Linked DNA regions of Gossypium hirsutum: region 1 is linked to region 2. A link is a contact called in public Hi-C data. All regions are on one chromosome and are shown on one strand. Each heading gives the region's core, a stretch centred on a gene start, on an enhancer-like site or on the middle of the called end of the contact. The rest is flanking DNA. Distances are from core to core; before and after follow the strand shown.

Evidence for each region. Hi-C and Micro-C count contacts between places; a contact is called where the count stands out from the background.
Region 1: a Hi-C map of leaf shows a contact between it and region 2, with 1.9 times the contacts expected there. The contact joins the promoter of LOC107901069 here to the promoter of LOC107899950 in region 2. A contact is called at or near these places in 8 of 34 Hi-C or Micro-C datasets (callus, hypocotyl, leaf and 1 more).

What each region holds. Positions count from the first base shown.
Region 1 is chrD06:14,511,160-14,518,162 of Gossypium_hirsutum_v2.1, forward strand. LOC107901069 (12-oxophytodienoate reductase 3) reads left to right here and starts at 1,873. Exons shown (of 4, transcript XM_041095349.1): 1 at 1,873-2,486; 2 at 2,643-2,783; 3 at 3,135-3,265; 4 at 3,350-4,383. The coding sequence starts at 2,410. The coding sequence ends at 4,173. LOC107901070 (MOB kinase activator-like 1A) reads left to right here and starts at 5,036. Exons shown (of 7, transcript XM_016826915.2): 1 at 5,036-5,410; 2 at 5,751-5,799; 3 at 5,941-6,049; 4 at 6,146-6,239; 5 at 6,405-6,538; 6 at 6,631-6,794; 7 at 6,894-7,003. The coding sequence starts at 5,385. The coding sequence ends at 6,914.
Region 2 is chrD06:14,217,430-14,223,987 of Gossypium_hirsutum_v2.1, forward strand. It overlaps LOC107899950, which reads left to right and starts at 2,625. Exons shown (of 2, transcript XM_016825685.1): 1 at 2,625-2,849; 2 at 2,958-3,137. The coding sequence starts at 2,625. The coding sequence ends at 3,137. It also overlaps the pseudogene LOC107901077.

The DNA of each region.
Region 1 (7,003 bases), core at 623-3,122, 290 kb after region 2:
GTGTCACAGCCATGTGCTTATTGAAAGTTATGGGACATTTTCACACACGATCTCAGTCAGTTGCACGGTTTAGTCACACGGCCGTGTAACTTCTTGTCACACAAGTTCAGCCTGGCCACATGGTCGTGTAACCTTGTTTTTAGATTTTTTTCTTACTTTTTGTTAAATTTTCAATTAAGTCTTAATTTGTTCTCAGGTTGGTTTAAGAGCTTTCGTAAGCTCGATTAGGATTCAGATTAGTTTATAAATCATGTTTTGTATGGATTATAAAATGATTAATTGATTTTAAGTCTGATTGTATGTATGTTGTGAATCATGCTAAACTTGACTTATGAATTGTTTTGTTGATTTATTGAATATTAAAGTCAGAAACATGTGTGAATTGTTCTGTTAACTGTTGTAGCATCCTGTAGCTTGGGTCTGGCAACTGGACCTACTAATGGGTGTTACACTCGGGGACAAGAAAAATTTTCATCTTCCTTTGTACTAAATTTTTGGACTTCGAGATAGACTCTGTTGACACTTTGGAAATGACAATATTAATCTAAGGCTCATTGTTTAATTCATTACACTTTAAAGTGAGGATTGGGCTTTTGGGGCATTTATCTTCTTGGATCGAATTTAAAACAGTGGCAAAATCCTTGTTGGACGAGCCCATTTGTGTAGATGTCAAACGATGTCTTTTTTGCTCATTTTTGGTCAAGGATTTGAGCCCAACAGAATTGTTAACCAATTGGCCTGCCTTAACCAAATCTAATTTGGATGGTGTAGAAGTTACCGCATTACTCAATGAAACCTTACTTTGGTTTTTAACTTGGACAACTTCCATTTTTTTCTTCCCTTTAACAAATTCAATCTGTTTAGGAAGAGATTCCTTTTCAACAAGAGGATTGTCATAAATAACAATCCCATTTTGTTGACCACTACCAGAATTCGTGGGATTTGGAATATGATTTTCCAAGATTTTAGCTTCATCATCCCGTAAGTCATGTAATACATTGAACCTAGACGCATGTTGGTTTGTCGGTTGTCGCCCTCCCTTCACTGTTTCAAAATTTCGACTATCTCTCCGTTTTCTACGCTCAACAAGCATCCACAGTCCATATTTATCTTGAGTTTCCTGATAATCTCAATTAGGACGAAAAGGAGTTGGTACAAAGACATTCTCAAAAAAAAATTTCGATCAATTGCAAACTTCATGACATGACATGATTTTTATTATGCCCATAGAAAACAAAGGAAAAACTAACATTAGGAAGAGACTTGTATTCAATCCGTTGAACTTTATCCTCAATTTTGATATTGGAAATAAAAAGTTTATTGAGGTCTAAAAACACTGCCATCTTGGCAAACCAACCCTGAAAACTATTATCTGTATTATCATCTAGTCGAACAACTAGACCAATCCTATCACCAATGGCTTTAACCAATTTCTTCTTATACATATATCCTGGGAGACCCAGAAGGCGTATCCAAGCAACAAAATTATGTGGATATGGTTGTATTGTTGAAAAATTTTGTGTCCATGGTTGTATTGTTAGATACTATCCAAAGATCACCCACAGACCCTCAATCAGAGCTTTATTATAGTCTTCTATTGATCGAAACTTCACTAAGAAATAATCATTCTCTAAATCCATCAATCAGAATTGACCATCGCAATAACAAAAAGACTATTTAAGAGAGAGAAAAGAGCCCCAAATTTATTTTTTCAAGTATAGTACTTTTTCTCTTTTAACGGATAACCCTAACTGAACCATTTAAGTTCGAATTAGTACAATTATTAAATCTAATAATTTATTAATTTATTATAATTGTAACTATGCAGACGGTATTAATTACGTATAATCGTGATATTAACAGAATTAATGAATTGCAAAATTGTTGTTTCACCCAGCCTTTTTTTGTCAAGTGGGAACCCTCACAATTGTAACTGAGCTTTGAGTGTTGACTCATACTTCTTTGCAAGAGAGAGAGAAAAACTTTAGTCATTCTACAACTATTTGTTGCCTCAGTTTTTTTCTTTTCAAAGCAACAACCAGTCGGCAACAGTGATTGCCGGCGGAAACATATTTGCATCAAGAATCGCCACTGTTTAAATCAGCACATGAAACCCATGCCATAAATAGCACCCACCGACTCCTCCGCCCATCTATCTCCAATCAAAACTCCCCACGCAACTCATCAAATCAAAACAAAGGATTAAATTTTCAGCTATAAAATACTCCCGCAACCCCAGCCCTATACCGTCCAATTTTATGCCACATGCTTATATTCTCTCACCCTAAATTTCTTTATATAATTAAGTAAATCATTCTAGTAACTGTTGGTTTTCCTTACTTTTTCAACTGGAGTGTGTACTGCGGATAAGTTTTTTCATCTTCAGATCAAGTTCGTAGGAAGGTAACAATGCCGGAAACTCAATCTCAAGGGACCCCAACGCTCTTCTCTCCTTACAAGATGGGCAAGTTCAACCTTTCTCACAGGTCTGTGTTTCAGTTTGTCGGGTTTTTTTTTTTTTGCATCAGATTCCTTGATTTCGGAGGGGCTTAGATCCTTGTCTTGAGGGAACTTTGGTTGTCAGACACGTTCTACCGAAGATTTCCGGGGGTCTATTGAGTTTGGTTTGAATGTGATGGCAGGGTGGTGCTGGCGCCGATGACTAGATGCAGGGCGTTGAATGGAAACCCAAGGCCAGCGCTCGCTGAATATTACACGCAGAGGTCGACTCCCGGCGGCTTTCTAATCACCGAAGGGACACTGGTGTCCGACACTGCAGCTGGGTAATTTCGTAATTGAACCAAAGCCTGATACGACTATTCCACCAATTAGTTATACCACTTTCTAGTCTTTTCCATCAAACAGATAGCATTTGCCCAATGTTGTGTCGTTTTGCATATTGGAAGAGTTTTTATTTTTAAATTAAATTGAATATGAGATAATAGGGTTGGGAGATGCAATGCTTCACTTCAAATATAATCATTTTGTATATGATATAATGGTACCCTTGTTAGTCTTTTTATCCCTTCCCTGTTACAAAATGATTGTTCCAATAATATCAGATTTTCATAATATTGAGTTATCCAGATTCCTGGCATATCCTAAATTGTCTAATGGTGCAATGATTGAAGCAGGTTCCCTCATGTTCCTGGGATCTACAATGACCAACAGGTGGAGGCATGGAAGAAGATTGTGGATGCTGTTCATGCAAAAGGAAGCATCATTTTTTGCCAACTCTGGCACGTTGGCCGTGCTTCACATTCTCGTAACTTCCATCACCCTATGCATTTCCCCTTTCTTTCACCATTTATTGAAATATTTTATTTGCTTATTTTGACTAATGAAATAGTGTATCAACCTGGTGGGGCGGCACCCATATCGTCAACAAGCAAGCCTCTCTCCAACAGGTGGAGAATTTTGATGCCAGATGGGAGCTATGGCATATATCCTAAACCTAGAGCTCTACAAATCTCGGAAATACCAGAGGTTGTCCAACACTACCGCACAGCAGCTTTGAATGCCATTCGAGCCGGTTTTGATGGAATCGAGATTCATGGAGCGCATGGATATCTCATCGACCAATTTTTAAAAGACGGGATCAATGATCGCAGAGATGAGTACGGTGGATCACTGGCAAACCGATGTAAATTCTTAATGCAAATCATTGGATCCGTAGCCGAAGCTGTAGGTGCAGATAGAATCGCAGTCCGAATTTCTCCCGCAATTGATCACCTCGACGCCACTGACTCTAATCCGCTCAACCTAGGCTTAGCCGTGATAGAGAGGCTTAATGAGCTTCAGCTGAAATTGGGGTCGAAACTCGCTTATCTTCATGTGACTCAGCCTCGTTATCATGCCTATGGGCAAACTGAATCAGGCAGGCACGGTAGTGAAGATGAGGAAGCTCATTTAATGAGGACTTTGAAAAGGAGTTACGAGGGAACTTTCATGTGCAGTGGTGGATTCACAAGGGAGCTCGGGATGCAAGCAGTGGCTGAGGGTGATGCCGATCTGGTATCGTATGGCCGTCTTTTTATATCGAATCCAGACCTGGTTTTTAGGTTGAGGATCAATGCGCCATTAAATCGATACATTAGGAAGACATTTTATACGCAAGACCCTGTTGTGGGGTACACGGACTATCCCTTCCTGGTAGTACAATCACGACTTTGATGTGCAATGGCTGTGCTGTTGAATATATGTTAAAATTATGTGTGAAATAGGAGAGTCTAATTTGATATCAAACCTGTGTCTTGGTTTTTGTACACAATTCTGGGACTACCCTAAGCTCACCTGCTCAGATGTAACCAAACAAAACTATTATAAAATCCATGGAATGTAGTGGAAGAAATGGTAAGTAGTCCGAGCTGGGACTTATCTGTAGATTGGTTTGCTGCAGAAAGAATGAGAGCAAAGATAGCAAAAACACAAATCCAAAATGATTGCTGCATCCAATCCTATCATTACCCCAATTATTGCTTCTCTTTCGAATTTCTTCCTTCTTTTAAACAAATACCCATATCTGATTTATTAATTTCAGATTTTTTTTTCCTTTTTTTAATAATAATAAAAATAAGAGGGAATATACTAAGTAAGAACTACTACTTTGGGTCAAGGGTAGAAAGTCATTTGAATAATATAAATAGTATATTGGACCATTAAGTAATTGCAGGCTTAAAACATTGAAATGGTCCAATCAAAATCCCAATTCAGCCCCAAACGTTGAAATACAATTCCAAAATCCAGCTAAGACGACCCCACCCTCATTCATTTCTTTCATATTTTCCCAACTAAACTCTATCATTTTTTGCTAAATTTAATCATATATTTTCTTCTACCCTCATCCATAAAATTCATTATAATAATATAAATATATGTGCAAAAAGTTGTTTAACTGTATATGCCACTGTCATTATATGTTTAAAAAATTAAAACAATCTAATTAATTAATGAAAAAAAATCATATTTTCAAACTATATTGTGGGAGGGACTTTGTATAGAATTAGACCAGAAGGAAGCTTGAAATAAGTGGAATAGAATGCCAGGTAAGCAAAGGCCAAAGGGGGACGGGGACTGCGACTGTGTCTGCTCTTCCCTCTGGCTATGCTCTGTTCTCTCATATGTTCTGTTCTTTAACTGAGACAGAGCTCGCTGTCTTTGCCAGTCTGTCATTTATCTTCATTCCTTTCTTTTCCTATATATACTAATTTAATAATGTTTTCCTTATTTTAATTACCAAAAACCTTTCTCTTCTCTCCATTTATATATATATAACCATATACGGCTTTCTTGTTTTCTTTATCCTCTGTTTCCAGCATTTTTATTTTACAAACACAAAGAGGTTTTAGCACCGTTAGCAAAACGTCAACGTTTTGTCATTTTCCATGAGTCTCTTCGGCCTCGGTAGCAGGTTCGCACCCATTCAATTACCCAAACCTTGTTTCTGTGTCTTTTTCAATATGGTGGTGATCTCTGTTTTTTTCTTCTTTTCATTATGTGTTTTTGTGGTGATGATATATATGATTTCATACATGGAGTTTTCGAGAAACAATTATAGAAAAAACCCATTTGAATAGTGGTGATATTTATGACTTCATTTAATCCATTCAACTTCATGATTGAAGTTGTTTATTGGTTCTACTTTAGATGATTGATACTAAGCAAAGGATTTCGATACTTGGAATCCTTGAAACTTGAAACCCTTTCTCCTCATAAGGATTGGCTGATCCTTTGTTTTTTGCATTATGCAGAAACCAGAAGACATTTAGGCCTAAGAAGAATGCTCCATCAGGAAGCAAGGTTGGAGTACTGGTTCCCTTTCTCTTTTTCTTGTTTCGAGTTTTAGCATTTGTTAAACTTGTGTTTGGGGTCATTGGGTGCTTTCAATAATATTATATGAAGTGGATGAGCAGCAATTTTTCAATGAAAATGGAATTGCAGGGTGCTAAGCTTCAAAAGCACATTGATGCAACCTTGGGTAGTGGGAACTTGAGAGAAGCTGTTAGGCTACCACCTGGTGAAGATATCAATGAGTGGCTTGCTGTAAATAGTAAGAATCTGAGTTTAAAAAACTTCTTTGCTAGAAATTCTTAATGAACTCACTATCATTGGAACTAATTTTCTCTCCATTTCTATTTTCATGCAGCGGTGGATTTCTTCAACCAGGTGAATATCCTGTATGGTACACTGACTGAGTTCTGCACAGCAAACAACTGCCCAACTATGTCAGCAGGACCAAAGTATGATATTACTTAGTATAGTTTGCTTTGTTAGGTGAAAGTATTGTTGATGTGCCTCTGGCAAGGGCCCCTATGGTTTACAGGCCGAGGGGTAAACCAATGAGTCTGGTATTGTTCAACAGGTATACATAAAGATTGAAATTGGTTGGTTTAATTGGTTGGCAGATATGAGTATAGATGGGCAGATGGGGTTACTATTAAGAAGCCTATAGAGGTATCAGCTCCCAAGTATGTTGAGTATCTGATGGACTGGATTGAAGCTCAGCTAGACGATGAAGCAATTTTCCCACAAAAACTGGGTTAGTATTGTAATATATCATGTAATGAACCAAATAAAATGGAAGCTATTGTCATTGTTGATGAGATTGCTTTTGTTTTTGATGGAGTACAGGGGCACCATTTCCACCGAATTTCCGAGATGTTGTGAAGACGATATTTAAAAGATTGTTCAGAGTATACGCCCACATTTACCACTCACATTTTCAGAAGATTGTGAGTTTGAAAGAAGAAGCTCATTTGAATACTTGCTTTAAACATTTTGTTCTATTTACTTGGGTAAGTTTCTCCTTTTCTCAAAATCCCATGTGCTTTTCATTTTCATTGCTCAAATGATGATATTATTATGGGGGCCTCCATATCTGTAACATTGTCAAGTTATGCAGGAATTCCGGTTGATTGACAAAGGAGAACTTGCACCTCTGTCTGATCTTGTGGACTCTATTTTGCAGTTGTAGCCTCAAGGATTCACCCTTTTCTTTGAATAT
Region 2 (6,558 bases), core at 1,375-3,874:
CATGTCATGGGTTATTTTGAGTGTGTGGGTCTTCTACGGGTTCCCGATGTTTTATGATCCGAACACTCAAATGGCAGTAAGTCTAATACGGTTACGACCGGTTATGGTGTTGACTCGGGTTTTGGAGCTCATACGTTTGGTTTTGATAAGCCTATATTCCTACACTTGTTGGGAATAATAATTCTACATTGTGGTATCCTGACTCGGGAGCGACTCATCATGTGTGTAAAGAGGCATCTGCCCTAAACAACTCTACTCCGTATTCAGGTACAACTCCGATTTTAATGGGTGATAGAACGCATGCTAAAATTGCGTTTATGGGTAATACTACCTTAAATTCCAACTCTAAATTATTGCATTTGTTTAACGTTTTACATGTGCCTCAGATTTGTAAAAATTTGTTGCCGGTCTCAAAATTTGCTCTAGAAAATAATGTTTATTTTGAGTTTCACCCTTTTCATTGTGTGGTAAAGTACATTCAGACTCAAGGCATTTTGCTGCAGGGTTACACACATGATGGGCTTTATAGGTTTTCGTCAGTTGGTTTGACTGATACCAGTGGTCCTCCATCAACACATCATGCCGCAGTACGATCGGGTTCCTCGACTAATGGTGTATTCAAACTTTGGCACCGTTGTTTGGGTTACCCTTCAACTCGAATTTTTCAGTCTGTTTTGAAATATTGTAATGTAGTCACAAATACAAATAATCTTGTTCATGTTTGTACTGTCTATCTAAAAGGAAAGTCATTCTACTACTGTATATACTGTGCCGTTTGAATTAGTTGTCTCAGACTTATAGGGACCTGCAATTGTTGATTGTAGGGGTAATTGGTATTATGTGTCTTTTGTTGATGTTTACCTAGTTATTTCTCATTCAACGTAAATATCAAGCAATTGACTACTTTATCAGTTTCGGCAAATGGTCAAAACTCAATTTGAGAGAGACATTAAATAATTTCTAAGTGATTAGGGTGGTGAGTTTCAGTCTTTCACATCGTTACTCGCACAACAGGGGATTATTCATCGGGTTTCATGTCTGCATACTTCGAAACAGAATGGAGTGGTTGAACGAAAACACTGGTATATTGTTGAGGTCAGTCTCACCCTCCTTGCTCAACCGCACTTACCAATGCGATTCTAGGGTTATGCTTTTACTTGTGCCATTCATCTCATCAATCAGTTACCCACTCCGATCTTGCATAGTAAGACTCCATATTCAATACTTTATGGAAAATTTCTAACTTATGATCATCTTCATATTTTTGGCTGTTGTTATTTTCCATATCTTCGTCCTTTTAATAAACATAAGTGGAGTCTCGATCTCAGTCGTGTACTTTTCTCGGATATAGTCTGCATCACGCCTGACGGGAAAGTTTTTATCTCTCGACATGTTATTTTTATGAAAGTAGGTTTCTGTATCATGAACATCCTTCATCATCTCCCGTAACAACTGAGTGTGTCACTACGTATATTCCTCTTGTGCAGTTGTTGTCCTCTCCTTCTAGTTCTCCTGATCAGAATACAGAAAATCCTGTGCTCTTACGTTATGATTCGTTTCACTTGGGTTATACTACTACTCCATCACACACACCAGTAGTTCCCTCTACTACGATCAATTCTTCTCCACAACTTGGAAACAACCCTTCTCCCGCACCAGAATTTTTCGCCACTGTAGTCGATCTTCCTCAACCTACTGGGAATACACATCATATGGTGACACAGTCCAAAGCTGGTATTTTCAAACATAAAGTTTTAGCTGTTGAAACTGCTAAAAATGAGCCTCGTACGATTGATGAAGCTTTTGCTCATGAGGAATGGAAAGTAGCGGCTCAAGCTGAATATGATGCATTAATTCGTAATCGCACTTGGGAGTTAGTTCTTTTGCCACTAGGGAGAAAGTCGATCGGGTGTAAATGGTTGTTTAAGTTTCAACGAAATCCCGACGGCATTATTGCTCGACGGAAGGGGAGATTAGTTGCCAAAAGTTGTTCTCAGGTACCAGGTTGTGATTTTCAAGAAACCTTTAGTCTTGCTGTTAAACCAGCCACCATCAAGACCATTCTATCAATTGTTGTGTCCCAGCAGTGGCAGCTACAGCAAGTAGATGTAAATAATGTTTTTCTCAATGGTGAGCTTACCGAAGAAGTCTTCATTTATCAACCTCCTAGATATGTTCAACATAATGCCGATGGGTAACCTTTGGTTTGTTGGTTAACAAAGGCGTTGTATGGATGACGACAGGCTCCAAGAGGGTGGTTTGATAAGTTGAAATCCTATCTTTTTTCCATAGGTTTTGTCAAGTCCAAATCTGATGCTTCCCTGTTTATACGTATTATTGATGTGGCTCATATGTATACGTTTGTATATGTTGATGATATTATCGTTACCGAGAGTTCAGCTCCTAATATTGACGTGTTTGTTGAACAACTTCATTCTATGTTTTCACTCAAAGACATGTAGGATCTTCATTATTTCCTAGGTGTTGAAGTCACTCGCCTGACTAATGGAACTCTTCATCTATGTCAACCTAAGTATGTTCTTGACTTGCTTGATCGTTGTCATCTCATTCATGTTAAGGCTATTCATACACCTATGGTTAGCTATTCTTTTCTGTCCAAAACCATGGGTACTCTAATTGAAGACCCTAGCGAATATCGTAGTCTTGTCGGTGCTTTACAATATGTCATGCTAACCCGGCCTGATATTACTTATGCTGTGAACCATATCTGTCAGTTCATGCATGCTCCCACATATGTTCATTTTGTGACATTCAAACGAATTTTACACTATTTGAGTGGTATGGTTGATAATGGTCTGCTTGTCAAACCATCTAAGAGGCTATCTTTGGTTGGCTATGTTGATGTGAATTAGGGGTTAGATTTTGATGATCGATGGTCTACTACAGGATACTATATCTATTTTGGTGATAACCCTATCTCGTGGTGTTCTAAAAAGCAACAGGTTGTGTCTTGTTCCACCGCTGAGGTTGAGTATCACGGGTTGGCGGCTGCAACTATGGATGTTACATGGCTAATGCCTTTATTAAGTGAACTTCAGTATCTTTCTGTTGATACACCAACAATATGGTGTGATAATTCGAGTGTTGTTGCAGTGGCAATCCGGTTTTACATTTAAAGTTTAAACATGTCGAACTTGATCTATTTTTTTTCTGTGAGAAAGTTGTTGCTGGGTTTCTTATCGTCGAAGAAGTTTATGCCTGTGATCAAGTTGCTGACGTTCTTACTAAACTGTTGTCTGCATCTCAATTTTGTAAACTTCGACAGCTCTTACGAGTTTCGAAGGTTGGGTAGATAGGTGAATATTAGAGTTTATGAATTAGTTAAGTAGTTATAGTATAAGTACTCTAGCAATTCTATTAATAACAACTTTACAGTTGAGCTGTTATATAACAGTTAAGAAATCAAATGTATAAATGTAAGTTCATCCACAGATATGAAAAACAAGAATGAATTTGAGTTTGCTTAATATCTTCTTTTACCTTTCTTTAGTTTACAAATCTTTTCAGAGAGCAAATATCCTTTTTATGTCAAGTAAATGGTTTGATAGTTTAGATTCGTATATATCTCAACTTGCAAATAAATCCCCTCTACAAAAAATTATTCAAACCTTAAAAATAATTCACATAAAAAATTAAATTCAAACTAGATAAAAAGAAGTATTTGTAATGATAAATAGTTGAATGTATTTTTGAGTTGTGGGAGATAAAATTTTGTGAAACAAGAGAATCATCATGTCCAGCCAACTTATGGACAGAAGATACCTAGCAATAAACATTTATCATAACTCTATAATAAACTCACCACGTGGCCGATAAATTAGAGATGTAAATCAAAATTTTAGTAGTGGTGTATATGTTTGCCAGCACAAAAGGTGCAATTATCAGTATTTACTGTAGTTAATTTGCAAATTTACTGTGCTTAAGCTAACAATAATTTCAAATGGCCCCGCTTGTTTAGACTGTGTGGGGTCCAAGCCACGTGATCTCTGCTCCTTGTAGCTGGACATGGCAAAGCCCACCGAGGAGCGCGTGTGATGCAAATAATCGAGAGTGAGAACTGAGGATGACATAGCCGCACGTGACCGCCTGCCCTTCTCTGTACAAAGCATGTCCGCCGAGCGCACGTGTGCTACGATTTTATTGATTATTTTAAGGTTCAGAAATCAGTAAGAGTTTTAAATGCGAGAAAGCTAGTTGAGATAAAAAGAGAGTGTCCTCACCGCGTGGGTATATTCTTTTTTTAATCACAAATTTTCTGTCAGAAAAAGGAAAAGGTGACACGGTTTTGTTAAAACCACCACTCGCTCGTACAGGTATTCATGGCTTGACTTTGATTTAAAATTTGGAGTTATTTTTATTTTTAAGTTTAAATTCATTTATCAAGTTTTATATTGAAGTTCGAACTCAAATTTGAGTTCGAGGTTTAATAATATATGTTAAGAGTAATAAAGTAATTTAATAATTTAATAATATAAAAATATAGAAAATTCGATAAGGCTTATAAATTGTTTAAGTCAAGTATTATTAAGCTTGAATTTGACTTGATTGATAACTTGAACTTGGCTTGATAATTATCGAATCAAATTTAAATTTTTTTAGTCGAACTTGAGTATCTTGTAAGCACCAATATCTCATTTACACTTCTAGTCGAGTTTATATATCTAATTTTACCATATTTGAGTGGTTTATTGAGTTAATGTTACTTTTTAATGTTGCAAGTAATTATTGAATTTTTATAAAATAATAAATATGATTATATGATTTTTTTTGTCATTTCAAGTTAAACCTATTGTTCCGATGGAGAGAAGAACCTATGATTAGCTTTTCAGGAAATTTCCAAACGAACAATTTCAACGAAATCTTTCAATTTCTTATTTTAAAAAAAATACTTGATCAGATTTGAACCCAAAACACTATAATTTTCAATATTTTTACCATTTCAACTAAATCAATTTTTAAAATAATATTTTTATAAATATATTTATTACAAAAAGTTTTTTCACATCTAATATATAATATATATAATCAGCATAATATTTGTTTGCTTAAGTTCAGCCGGGTTTTAGAGTTTACTCAAATTCGTTTATATTTGTAAATGATTAATTTAGAACTTCTTTTAGACTCATTCATATTATTTTTAACTTTTTTTATAAAAAATTATGTAATTCTAATTTAATATTTTGTATATTTTTATTAAAATTTTAAATATAGACATAGTTTAAATGATTACATTATAGTAATATTATATATTATTATAAGCTTAATTTTTGTGTGATACAGAACAAACTGCTTATAACATAATATAATATAAACTTATATTTTTAATGTCAAAGGATTAAATTGAGAACGATTAAAGTGAAAAAAAACTTAATCAAAAAATTGTCAGTTTATTCCGTTGGTATGATTTGAACATCAACTGAATAAATGCACCTAAACAAAAAATGGAAATACTTAATCAATTCAATACAATTTAATCCAGTAAGCATCTGCTTCCCGTAGCAAGAGAAAGCCCAATATTCAGAGGGCCAATATGGGTAGGCTATAGCACTCAGATGCAGCCGCGTGGGAAAATGGATTATATCTATTTAGTCTATACTTTTTCAAAATTTAAAATTTCAGTATTGACATAAATAATAATTATTAATTGAATTTTTATCTGAGTAATATAAGAAAATAATGAGTGGATATAATACTACGCATATAATAATAGTTTTTCTGCCTCAAAATTTAAAAATAACAGAACTTAACCTAATGAATTTAACTGTTATTATTTAGTGAGGATTAAAATTAAAAATAATACAGAGATTAAAAACAATTAAATTAAAGCATAGAGGCTAAATCCACGTAACTTTCTTAAAAATAGAAGGACTAATAACAGAAATTAACCATTTGTCTATACCCAATTCCATTCATTAGCAGCCGTTGTCCATGTACGGAGTCAAGTAGCAAAGAAGTTGTCTTGGCGGGCGAGCGATCAAACATACCACCTCGAAGAAGCAATCTCTTGTGGTGTACCATCCGATGCGTTTTTATACCAGATCAGATCGCCGTAGCCACCACCAAATCGTGTTGGGACAGTTTTCGTAGCATCGACCGAACATGAGTTTCCTCTTTGGCAAGAGAAAAACCCCTGCAGGTATCAATTTTGTTTTCAAATAATTAGAATTTGTATTAATTTCGAAAATCGCTACTGATTTTGTTATGATCTGTTCGCATTTGAATTTGATGAAGTGATTTTATATTGAGGGCTTTGGTAATTGAATAATTAGAATTAAGGATTTCGACTGAAGTAGTATGTTTCTGATAGTTTTAGAAATAGTTGTGAATTCTGCTAATGACAGGAATTCGAATGCTTTATTTTGTTTATTTGGTTTAATTTTGGATTTTAGGATCGAGTAATTGTATGGTTGTTTGCTAGTTCAAATTTCTAAAAATAAGGTTTTGCGCTTTATTGAGCCTGTCACTTTAGTGTATCAAAGATCAAGCAAACAAATTAGGTGAATTGTGTATTTTATGGTTCTCAATTCATTTCCCCCA